Linked DNA regions of Mus musculus: all the other regions are linked to region 2. Evidence: chromatin contacts called from public Hi-C and HiChIP or PLAC-seq data. All regions are on one chromosome and are shown on one strand. Each heading gives the region's core, a stretch centred on a gene start, on an enhancer-like site or on the middle of the called end of the contact. The rest is flanking DNA. Distances are from core to core; before and after follow the strand shown. Region 1 overlaps 9530026P05Rik (RIKEN cDNA 9530026P05 gene). Region 2 holds the start of Adamts9 (a disintegrin-like and metallopeptidase (reprolysin type) with thrombospondin type 1 motif, 9). Region 3 overlaps Adamts9 (a disintegrin-like and metallopeptidase (reprolysin type) with thrombospondin type 1 motif, 9). Region 4 overlaps 9530026P05Rik (RIKEN cDNA 9530026P05 gene).

Evidence for each region. A called contact is a pair of places that touch in the nucleus more often than the background predicts. HiChIP or PLAC-seq counts read pairs in DNA pulled down with a chosen protein or histone mark.
Region 1: an H3K27ac HiChIP or PLAC-seq map of extraembryonic endoderm stem cells shows a contact between it and region 2. The contact joins the enhancer-like site here to the promoter of Adamts9 in region 2. A contact is called at or near these places in 1 of 39 promoter capture datasets (3T3-L1-derived adipocytes), 6 of 484 Hi-C or Micro-C datasets (the 3T3-L1 cell line, the HL-1 cell line, Sertoli cells and 3 more), 6 of 115 datasets of contacts at active chromatin or transcription factors (embryonic stem cells, extraembryonic endoderm stem cells, fetal liver and 2 more) and 2 of 9 other capture datasets (adipose tissue and liver).
Region 3: a contact with region 2 is called in an H3K27ac HiChIP or PLAC-seq map of trophoblast stem cells, with 40 read pairs. The contact joins the enhancer-like site here to the promoter of Adamts9 in region 2. A contact is called at or near these places in 1 of 39 promoter capture datasets (trophoblast stem cells), 6 of 484 Hi-C or Micro-C datasets (Sertoli cells, cardiomyocytes, cortical neurons and 3 more), 7 of 115 datasets of contacts at active chromatin or transcription factors (embryonic stem cells, extraembryonic endoderm stem cells, heart atrium and 2 more) and 2 of 9 other capture datasets (adipose tissue and liver).
Region 4: a contact with region 2 is called in a Hi-C map of cardiomyocytes, with 15 times the contacts expected there. The contact joins the enhancer-like site here to the promoter of Adamts9 in region 2. A contact is called at or near these places in 3 of 39 promoter capture datasets (the 3T3-L1 cell line, 3T3-L1-derived adipocytes and embryonic stem cells), 5 of 484 Hi-C or Micro-C datasets (cardiomyocytes, liver, myocytes and 1 more), 5 of 115 datasets of contacts at active chromatin or transcription factors (embryonic stem cells, fetal liver and heart atrium) and 2 of 9 other capture datasets (adipose tissue and liver).

Annotation. Positions count from the first base shown.
Region 1 is chr6:93,003,497-93,006,196 of GRCm38.p6, reverse strand. All of the region lies in intron 1 of 9530026P05Rik (RIKEN cDNA 9530026P05 gene), which reads right to left. Among named protein-coding and RNA genes, the nearest start is that of Adamts9, 61 kb to the right of the region's middle. Within about 2 kb of position 1,391, at least 20 of the 459 cell types and tissues checked have an H3K27ac peak or open chromatin away from gene starts, as enhancers often do. A contact at or near this core is called in extraembryonic endoderm stem cells and heart atrium, where this site is marked.
Region 2 is chr6:92,942,234-92,944,933 of GRCm38.p6, reverse strand. Adamts9 (a disintegrin-like and metallopeptidase (reprolysin type) with thrombospondin type 1 motif, 9) reads left to right here and starts at 1,400. Exons shown (of 40, transcript NM_175314.4): 1 at 1,400-1,893; 2 at 2,487-2,700. The coding sequence starts at 1,779. All of the region lies in intron 1 of 9530026P05Rik (RIKEN cDNA 9530026P05 gene), which reads right to left.
Region 3 is chr6:92,904,670-92,907,369 of GRCm38.p6, reverse strand. It overlaps Adamts9 (a disintegrin-like and metallopeptidase (reprolysin type) with thrombospondin type 1 motif, 9), which reads left to right. Exons shown (of 40, transcript NM_175314.4): 9 at 2,070-2,216. Among named protein-coding and RNA genes, the nearest start is that of 9530026P05Rik, 35 kb to the left of the region's middle. Within about 2 kb of position 1,304, at least 12 of the 459 cell types and tissues checked have an H3K27ac peak or open chromatin away from gene starts, as enhancers often do. A contact at or near this core is called in heart atrium and trophoblast stem cells, where this site is marked.
Region 4 is chr6:92,986,724-92,989,423 of GRCm38.p6, reverse strand. The region is part of intron 1 of 9530026P05Rik (RIKEN cDNA 9530026P05 gene); the gene reads right to left. Among named protein-coding and RNA genes, the nearest start is that of Adamts9, 45 kb to the right of the region's middle. Within about 2 kb of position 1,378, at least 17 of the 459 cell types and tissues checked have an H3K27ac peak or open chromatin away from gene starts, as enhancers often do. A contact at or near this core is called in adipose tissue, cardiomyocytes and heart atrium, where this site is marked.

The sequences.
Region 1 (2,700 bases), core at 142-2,641, 61 kb before region 2:
GCTAGGCTGGTGGGCCAGGGAGCATTACCAGAATAACAGGCGTGCACATCCAATTTCAGTTTATGTGGATGCTGGGGTTTCTAACCCAGGCACTCTCTCACCTGCTAATCCATGCCCCTATCCCCAACACAGCATCTCGAATTTGATGTTTTATCTAGGTGTGCTAGAACCACTTGTATAAGCAACAACACTGCGAACAGCTTTGAAATCCTTCGCTCATGTAAAGGAGCGCTATGAGCAACATGCGCCTTAGAAGCAATTGAAGCTTTGCACTCTGAATCAGAGTTTAATGGGCAATTTCCAGCATGGAGGAAGGGAGGTGAGAGGGGATAAAGTAACTGTTGGGAAAGCTCAAGATCAGATTTAGAGCTAAAAGGGCCAGACTCCGCCTTACTGATGTCTAATGGCTGCTGAAGAGGAGACAAGTGATCTGCGCCTTGGTTACAGACTTGGAGGTAAATTGGCCCCATTAAAAAATAATTTGGAGAATCGTATTGATGATGATAATGCTAATGCGGCAATAACAGCATTCCACTCTGACCTTGACTGGGGTTTGGTTCCAGCCAAGCCCAGCCACTTAGCTCACACTGGCTTTCAACTGCTCATCATCATAAATGTCTGTATCCACTCTTTGGGACAAAGGGCAGTCTCCTACCTCCAAAGTAAGCAAATAAACATGACAGTCAAGGCCTTCTGTGGATGCCCACCCATGTGAGGCTTTTGGCCAATCTGACCTAAGACTGAAGACAGATTCAAGGGCCTTTGCCATTTACTGGAAATCTATTGTAACAGGAAGACTTATGGAGGCCAGTGATTCGAAAACAATAAATACAAAAGACATGGACTCAAATCCAAAGCCACGCAAAACTGTTGGGCAGGTTGCAGAAAAAACAAATCTAAACACTGAAGGAGAAACAAGATTACAAACCAGTGGACTCCTGTCAGCCCATCTCTCCTTTTTATAAACACTTCCAGGCAAACCACAGTTTCAGCTCATTTTCAAGCAATGCTTTCTCTAGTTATCTGGAAATAAACACAAAATTTACCTCTTATCAAGGTAAGCAGACAAATGGGTGTGTGTGTGTGTGTGTGTGTGTGTGTGTGTGTGTGTGTGTGTGTGTGTTTTACTGCCTAATATGGGTCAGAAGATTGGGCATGACTCCCAAGGCCGTCAGCATATGAAATGGAGTGAGATGGCAGATTTCCCAGACAGAGGGGCAAACACAACACTCATCTTTCATTGTCTCTTCTCTCCACTCCTGGTTTTCTTCCTTCTGTCCCGTTTGTAAGGTTCTGTTTGGGGTTACACTTTTAGACAGATAGCTGCTTCATCACATATGCTCTTATCCTTAGTGAGGCTAAAAAAAGATCGCAACACACACCCCCACTGTGGCACTTGCCAACAAACTCTGCCTGTGTTTGGGGCTGATCTCATCCTTAACCTCCCTCTAGGACCCATCAGAATAATGGATGGTGTAACTCCTCCCTGATAATGTATGTATGGAGCTGGGAATTTTTTTTTCTTCTCTGATTAATAGGTATTCAGGCCTTGCAATCCTTTTGCTGTTTTCTTTAGATTAAGAGCAATCTTGGTGTCCAAAAGTTTAGAGTCCAAAAGGGCGAAAAGAAGTGCTTTTCAAATCCCGGTGGAAGGAGTGGCTCTCATTTCCTTTCTACTTGCTTTTCCTCTAGTAGTACAACTAGTCTCTGGGAGGCTGGAGGAGGGCCACACTGGCACAGACTGGGTTATTACTACCTCAGTTCTTTTCAGCACTGAAGAACTTCACACGCCACTTCTAGGATAAAAGAATATGAGTTTCCATCTCTCAGGGCTTTTGGGAGTCTACCATAAGGATGGAAGGACCATTTGCAATTGTGTGTGTGTGTGTGTGTGTGTGTGTGTGTGTGTGTGTGTGTGTCGTCCATGTGTGTGGTGTTCCTGTGTGTGTGTATGGGTGTGTGCACATGTCAAAGCTAACAGTCAGATTCAGATATTGTTGCTCAGGTGCTATCCAGCTTGTGTCTTGAGATGCTCTCTCTCGCTGGCCTGGAACTCACAATGTAGGGAGGCTGGAAACCCAGTGAACTCTGGGAATCCTTGTGTCTCTACCTCTCCACCACTGCGATCACAAATGAGTGTGGCTCTGCTAGACTTTCCACTGCTTCCTGAACTTGAACTGGAGTCTTTATGCTCATAAAGCGAGCGCTTTACCGATTAAGCTATCTTCCTAATCCCATTAGAAACTATCTTGCCAGAAGACTCTATCTAATGTTGCCAGAATGGTTCTTAAATTCTCCAGGGATCCTGGCCAGGCTTCCAAATGACCTTTGACATTGGTTAACTGGCTAACTACTCAACAAAGGATGAGGCCTTATCAGATACTAATGCCCTTGCTACCAAGGGCACTGGCGTCCCCATCGTAGAATTCTTAGTCTCATTGATAAAAGAATTTAAGGCAGATTTGAAAGGCAGCTGGGGGGGATTTTATTCTAATTCTAAAGAAAAATCTCAAAGCAGACAAGCTATAAATGTAGGCAGCTGCCCAAGGAGATAAGATTGAACAGAGGACAAGAGAAAGCCATGCCATTTAAATTAGGTCTGTGGTTAGCCATGTGGTGGACAAGCAGATGACTGGTAATAAAGCTGGGGGTGGGAGGATAGAGAAAGAGCCAGAAAAATCATACTTAGACTCTGGCCAG
Region 2 (2,700 bases), core at 151-2,650:
ACCTGCCAAGTCATTTTTCCGCTATCATCAGAACTGTATACATCATTGTTTCCAGGATGGGTGGCACTCCCAGCACACTGTTGGCTGGTCTCTACTGGCACTTTGATATTCTCAGTTCTGAGTGGCTGGCCAAGCAGCAGAGAACTCCGGTTCTAGGAAACTTGGGCGATTATAACTTTATTAGTCATATCAGTTACTGAAAATGCCCTTTCCTTTCCCTTTGAATTGGCGCATCCTCTCCTCTGAGAGCTAAGGAAGAAAGGTGCTTTTTTTAACTATCCATGATTTAACAATCTTCCCTCTTTACTTCCTCCCCCTTCTCCCTCTGTTCCTTTCTCCTTTTCTAGAGTTCTGACTTCCAAATGTCTATCTTCAACCCGAGGGAGATGATGGATAACTTGAACTATCTGCTTGGAGCCACTTCCCTGCTTGCATCCTCTCTAATTCTGAGAGCAAGCGGAAGTGACTGGAAATCCCTGGAGGTTCGAGTGCCTTCCCCGGGACCTATGGCCTCACAGTCCTTCCCTACTCCCTTCCCCTCAAATGTCGGGCAGAGTTGGGGGCTTCCAAGTCCCCACCCTCTCTAACCGCACAGTAAGCGTCTTAACCTTTTTTTGGGGGGGGGGGGGCTACAGAAACCTGTAGAGCTCTCGCCACAGGGACAGAGGTCCCGGGAAGACCCGGGTTTAAACAGTTGCGAAACTTTCAGAGAACTGCGGATCAGAAACACAACTAGAACTACTGGACTGAAATAGATCCCTGCCTTTAAAACTCTTGACTTGGGGCAATTAAGTAGAGTGGAGCTCAGGTGACAAATCTGGTTCATAGTGATCAAGTGTAGGACTAGGACGGCGCAAGGCTACTTTTTTTTTTTTTTTTCCTCTTGTAAGGAATGCCAAGTTGGGTGATGGAAAGAGACGGGGGCAGAATGAAGAGGACAGGCAGATACGGAGAAGTGGAGATGGCTCAGTAGAAAGCGGAGAAGGAAGAGACCATCAGAGAAAAGGGACATGGGCCCAAAGAGACCTACACCAAGACCTGGCGAGAGAGAGATTCCAAACCGGAGACCAAAGTAGGAAAGGGGAATCGGAGTGGGTGGCTGAGCGCCACCTCAGAGAGAGAGAACTTTCTCTGCTCTCCCTCCTTCTCAGGGAATCTCTGCTAACCCCACCTCGGGGAGGTGACGCGGACGGCCACCGATTGCTCCGGCACTGCCGGCGCCTCTGGCCTCCGCCTCCGGCAGCTGGAGGGGCCTAAAGCGGTGAGTCCTGGCACCCGCGGCCGAGGAGGGGACAGGATCTACAAGGAGGCGGGCCGCCTGCCCCGTTTTCTCCTCCCCTCTCCTCCTCCTGGAGGCGTGCACCTAGGGTATTTGAGCGCCCGCGGGGGCCCCCGCCCCCTGGCCCCCCATTCAAGAAGCGGCTCGGCTAACTCAGCCAGCAAAGGGCGCCCGGCGCGCCTCGGAGCGCACGTTCCGCGCCTTCTCCTGCCCGCAGGCTGGACATTATGCGGCCGAGCCGCCGAGCCCTAGTCCTCCGCCTCCTTCTCCTCCTCCTGCGGCCCGAGCGCCTCAGCTCACGGCAGGCGGCAGCGTTGCTCAGCGGAGCGCAGACGGGACCCTCTCTGCAGGACCTCAGCGACTCCTAAAGTCAAAAAGTTGGCGGCAGGGCGCCGGGGTTCCGCGCGCTCTCCAAGGCTGCTGCCTCGCGTCGCCGCCAGCCACCAAAGCCGGCAGGAGGGAGGGGGTGGGAGAAGCGGGGGGAGGGGTGAGGAGCACCATGCAGTTAGTATCCTGGGCCACACTGCTAACGCTCCTGGTGCCGGACCTGGTTGAGATGAGGAGCCCTGACTCCGCGGCGGCCGTGCGCAAGGACAGGCTGCACCCGAGGCAAGGTAACATGGCTCTGAACCCTGAAGCCCCCCCCCCACGCCCCCACACACTCCATCGCCACCTTCTTGAACACGCTCTGGGGCGGGCACCCCGCAGTAGAGGCCTCTCTCCTTTTCCTAGAAAGAATTACCTCTCCTTTCGGAACCTCTCCCTTCTCTGGGTCATCCTTAGTCAACTATTAGGGAAGGAAGCACTGCAAGAATTTTAGGGCCACCCCCACCCCCAGTCCTTTTTACCTGACTTTTTTTACCCTCCTTATCCCTTGACCCAAACCAGTCCTAATTAATAGCTTGGATCACCAGATAGCACACATTTTATTTTATTTAGGATATTTATCAGAATCTGTAATTATTTTATGTTTTTATATTTGTTCATTGTCTGACTTCAAATGCTGTAGTCTCGGCCCCTCACCTAGTTCTCGGCTGTTACTATTACAGTAGGCGCTCAACAAATATTTATCCAGTGGTGGAGCGTGAAGGAATTGACTCGAAGTGGCTGCGAAATAAATTAGGACAAAGCCCCCCATCTTCTTTTTAAATTAAAGCTTTCGGGGGAAATGACTGATTAGCTCACTTGCCTCTGTTTCTCCCTGCAGTGAAATTATTAGAGAGTCTGAGCGAATATGAGATCGCGTCTCCCATCCGAGTGAACCCCCTCGGGGAACCCTTTCCCACGAACGTGCACTTCAAAAGAAGGCGGCGAAGCATTAACTCTGCCTCTGACCCCTGGCCTGCCTTCGCCTCCTCTTCGTCTTCCTCTACCTCTTCCCAGGAGCACTACCGCCTCTCAGCCTTCGGCCAGCAGTTTCT
Region 3 (2,700 bases), core at 55-2,554, 37 kb after region 2:
TCAGCCTCTCCCGGGTCCTTCTGATTCCTAAGACAATCATGAAATGCAAAGAATCCTCAAGATGGCTTCTATTTCCAGGTACCCCATGTGAGTAACAATATGAACCCGAGCTGATGAAGTAGTGAAAGCTCTCTCCCCCTTACTTGCTCATCCACAAAGACTAAGGAGTTGTACAGTCATCCTTAGGTGTCTGTAGGAGGCTGCTTTCCATGCCTCCCATAAGTGCCAAGCTCCACAGATACTCAAGCCCTTTTGGTGAAGAGGCACTGAATTTTGGCATCACCTATGCATATTTTGCTATCTACTTTAAACAATATTTAGATAACTCATAATACCTAATACAGCACAAATAGCTGTTATATTATATTGAGTGGGGAAGGGGGTAAGTCCGTGCCCATTCAGTACAGAAACAAGTTTATTTCCCCCTCTAAATACGTTCCACCCTCAATGAATGGAATCTGTGGGTGTATGATTCACGGATGCAGCGGGTCAATTGTACTGTTCACTGCATCAAATGAGTGATGAAATGGAACATCCAAAACACTGAATACATGTTCCAGTATAGAATGGCAGTGAACAGTCTCAGTTAGTATGGGTCAGTAAATATTCAAAATATAGTTATTATATTCCCAGCAGTGAGCAAATGTGCTTGTCCAAATGAAAACAAGCTTCTGTTTATTTGTATGAGGACATAAATAGATTCCATTTAACCTAGTTATGATGAGTTGGGACTAAGAGGGTAGCTCCTGTCCACCACAGAGGAGCATGGTAGGGTTGGGTGCCTTCCTTACTTGAGGTGTGCTAGAACCAGTGTTGTTGGGACTCCATAGCTGGCACCTGCGAGCTATGTCGCTTCTTTGAAGAAAAGGGGTTCTGCAATATTAAAGCCTTTTAGTAAACTCATCTAATACAGATCACATTTTTCCATCTCTGCTGGCAAACTCAAGAACCCACATTTTTTTTTTTAAGAAAAAAGAAACAGAACAGAAAAGAATTCGTGGAGCAGACGCAGGGGCTTTAGTCCAGATTTTTCTTTCATATGAAACAGGTCCACACCCCTCCATCTCACTCAGACTTCCTGAGTTCAGCATGAACTGGGAAGGGAATTCCTCACTCGGTGCAAACTTAACCACATGTTCCGTGTTCTGATTGACAGCAGCCTTTCCCAGAGAGAAAAGATGACCCGCTGACCTTGTCAACTGGTGGATAATTGCCTGGGCTGGAAGGCCATGTGGGTCATGGAGGGGGTGCACATTAAGGAAATGCTATCGTTTTTCCCCCACTTCCTCTGGTGAAGCCAAGAATGGAAAGTATGTGTGAAGGACGCTGCCACAGCCCAAGAGGACACTGGCTGTGCTCCACAGCCTCCCCTCAGGCAGAATGGGAAAGAGTTTAAGAATCTTTTTTATGCCTGGCTTTTCAGGAAGCCAGTTCCTGTGAGCTGGCATTGGCAGGTGAATCCCTGTGCCATCTCTACTTTCAGCTGGCTGGGCATATGTGCCTATGGTCTCTGTGTCACTCCCTAGGAGTTTGTGGGCACACTTTATATACCTTCATAATGATACTTTACTTGATAAACACATGTGTATCCCTAATCACCGTGACCCAAAAAATGGGAGATGTGAGGCCCACAGTGATCCTCTTATTACAAAGCACTTAGCTTCCATTTATGACACGAATTTATTCTTTATATTGACAACAGTATGACACCCTGCCAAAATCTTGTTCTATGGATTGCCCTTTCGCTGTCTACTAGCATTTCCTTTAGTCTAGCACCAACTACTGCACATTCAGAGCCTCTACAATTCCAATATTCATATTTATACCCAACAAATGGCCTGTGCATACCTTTTCATTCACTAAAGGCATTTACATCAAATTCGATAAAAATCCTCTGGTGGTCTATGCTCCGTCTAGAATTGTCTTATAATTTATTCTGCTCATTCAGATTCTTGTCCACAGGACAACAGGTCCTTAGTTATACTTTCTTCTTAGATTTGTTAAGCAAGGATGCCCGCAGGAACCCTTGGTGTGTTCTGACATTCTCACCACTGCTTCGTTGACTTTAGGTTTAATATGCCTCACGATGACAGCAATAAATGCAAAGAAGAAGGAGTTAAGAGTCCCCAGCATGTCATGGCACCAACACTGAACTTCTACACCAACCCCTGGATGTGGTCAAAGTGCAGTCGGAAATACATCACTGAGTTCCTAGAGTAAGACCTAAGCGCTCTCTTAGTATCAGCCACTGGTGCATCCCTTCTCAGCCTGTGGATAGCAACCCTTTGGGGGTCGAATATCAGATACCTTCCATATCAGACATTTAGATTATTATTCTTAACAGTAGCAAAATTACAGTTAAGAAGCATCAACAAGATAATTCTCTGGTTGGGGGTCACCACTATGTGAGGAACTGTGTTTAAGAGTCACAGCATTAGGAAGGCTGAGAACTGCTGCTCTAGTGCCTGGCCTATCTGAAGTAACCCATGAAGGGGAAGAAAACGGAATCTGGCATTCTTTTTGTCTTGTTGTTCTTGATAACATTCCTTAGAGGAGAAAAAAATTTTACTCTATAACATCTGTTAGCTCATAGCCTTGCCAATGTTTGGAAGATTACAAACTGATCTGAGCACAAAGCAGGGTCTGTAAAGGAACTATGCAAATATTTCTGTGTTTGTGTAAATGCTTTGAGATTTATTC
Region 4 (2,700 bases), core at 129-2,628, 45 kb before region 2:
TACTGGTTTATATATTATCAGATTTCAGAACTGGGTGTCTTTCAGCAAGAGGAACTCAGGAGGTCTGTGACTTGTCCCTACTTCTAAATGTGCAAAGCACAGAGCTTAACTTCCACTTCAGGGCAGCCCAGTGTTTCAACAACCAGACTCTCTCTCTCCCTCCCATCTCTTCCCCTCCCTTTGTACCTCCCTGAAGGTTGCTTTGAAGCTCTGAAAAAGCTCTACCCAGGCTTTAAAATAAAACCCTCCCCACCCATCCACTCTTAGCTAGTGCCTGTCAGAAAGTGGCATAAAAATGCATTACACATAGCAGTAGAGAGAACGCTGAGGTCTATGTCCCCTCCTGTTTTCTAGTCTCCCTACAGACTGTCAGTTCTCCCACTGGTTCGCAATCACACCCTTCCTGGAATCCCCGGCTTGAGACCCGCTTTAAGGAAGAATATAAACCAAAATATTGAAAATCTTAAATAGATTTTCCCAATCTTTCTAATTCTACTTTCCTTATCAGTAAAAACGAGGCTATGCGATCACTTATAGAAAGTCAAATATGAGGACATATTTGACGTGATGTTAATCTAATACCCAGCGTTACTCTTGGTGATGACGATGCTTTGAGCTAAACCACTTCCTCTGTACAAAAATCTCTGATGGTTGGGCAAGCACACATAGGGTTCATGTGACCGGTCAAGCTCTTCCTGAAGACACAGGTTATTGTCCAATAAAAGGCAGCAGATACCACTAAATGCAGATCCACGGAGCGGATAGATTTATTGTGTCCACTCTCCCTCAAACTGTCACGTCCCAAATCAGAAGACTCCATCCTGAGCCACAAGTCCCGTCTGAAGGACGCCATGGCTCCTGAGTTCCTGGTTAACACGCTGGGCTGGAGCCTGCTGCGTGCTTGACCCCAGGAAACTGTCCCTGATCTGAAGGAGGAAAAGTGTCAAGGAAGTGAGGCAGACAATTAGAAAAGCATCACTTCCCCGCAGCAGCGGAGTAGAGGGAGCATGACTTCATTTGTGAGGAAGCTTGCCTTCTCTCCCGTCATAGGGAAATCTGTTCACACTGAACCCTGCCCTCCCCGTGACAGTCAATAAGTACAAAAAAAAAAAAAAAAAAAAACCCTTTAAAACAAGCTTCCTCCTCAGGACGCACGCTCTGTGTGCTTTGGCTTTTCCTGTTCTTATTTAAAGGTTCCCCAGAGTTCTCCTCAGTCACGACTTACCCTCAAAACATTCAGGGGTCTCTGAGGGAAAAACTGGATACCACAGTGTGCTCCAGGGACTCAGTAGACCCCCCTATCCATGTAGAAGGACTCCTTCAGCCCCAAGGTGAAGCAGCCTAAGATGTTAAGAGCTGTACTCTGGATCGGGGCCAGGCCAGGAATAACAACAAAGCTGAAATTAACTTGGAGGACTTTTGAGTGGATGTGACTATTTTTGAACCCAAGAACATCTCAACAGCTACATGAGACACTATTGGAGAAACCCCCTTTTTGGTAGTGTTGTCTTCTTGTTCTGCAGTAGGATGTCAGTGGCGGGGACATTTCCTATTAGAAAATCACAGAGCGCCATGTGGCACTTGGAGAAGCTTGAAAGGCTGCTCTGGTTGAAATGCTAACATTTCTCTTTCCAGGGGAAAATAGTTTCGTTCTCGTATCTTATTGGGTCAACACAATTAAAACGGTTTGTGCCACAGTCTTTCTGGTCATGGGGCATAAATTCTTAGCAATTTATCCTTGCATGCGAGGGTTTCTAGATAGTCTGGGAATGTGTATGGTAGGAATAGATCGTGCTGGTGGTAAGTCGCCCAGTCACACCCTCTCACGGTCTCAGTTTCTCCTGTTCCCACTGCAAGCTCCTCCCATCTTCTGGCAGCTCACATTCCTATCACAGAGCATGCGCTCAAGCCAGGTGAATTCTGGGATTAAAAGGAACCTCGTGATTCTTCTTTTCCTAAGAAAAAGAACATAAGGAACAGCCGCAGTGAGGCAGGCACAGTCTGTGCTCCATGGGCTCAAAAGAGAAAAGAAAAGAATGGGGTTCAGATACGAGGCTCGCCATATCCTAAAGGCAGGACTGTGAACAGTGCTTTTCTCACATCAAGCAATTCAAAGATCTACTCCATAAGCCTTCTAAAGATTAAGTGGTAAAATTCACACAAATACGGCCCAGAGTCTGGGACTTGGTCACTCTTAAAGTGGTTATTTGCCTTCATTAGTGTCATAATAAATATTTTTAAGTTATCAGAAAATAGAATTCTTTGTTTTGTTTTTGTTTTGTTTTGTTTTGTTTTTTCTATGCCTGGAATCTCAACCTGTAACACCAGACACAGGTGTTTTAAAACAAACAAACAAACAGAAAACTCTGCGTGCGTGTGTGTGTGTGTGTGTGTGTGTGTGTGTGTTACATGTTTGTAAGTATGCGAATATGTATGTGTGTGAGTGTTAAGTGTGAGTGTGTTTGGGTATGTGTGCGAAATCCTGGGACAATCTCAAGTCTTTGTTCTCACCTCTCACCTTGTTTGAGACAAAATTTATTGGGTTTGTTTGTTTGTTTGTTTGTTTGTCCCTGTGGTTGACCAGGCAAGCTACACTTCAAGCTTCTCTGCCTCCCAGATTGTCATGGGAGCTCTGGGATTACTGGTGTGCAGTGTTTCATTTGGGTTTACGTACGTGTAGGAGAATCTGAACCCAGATCT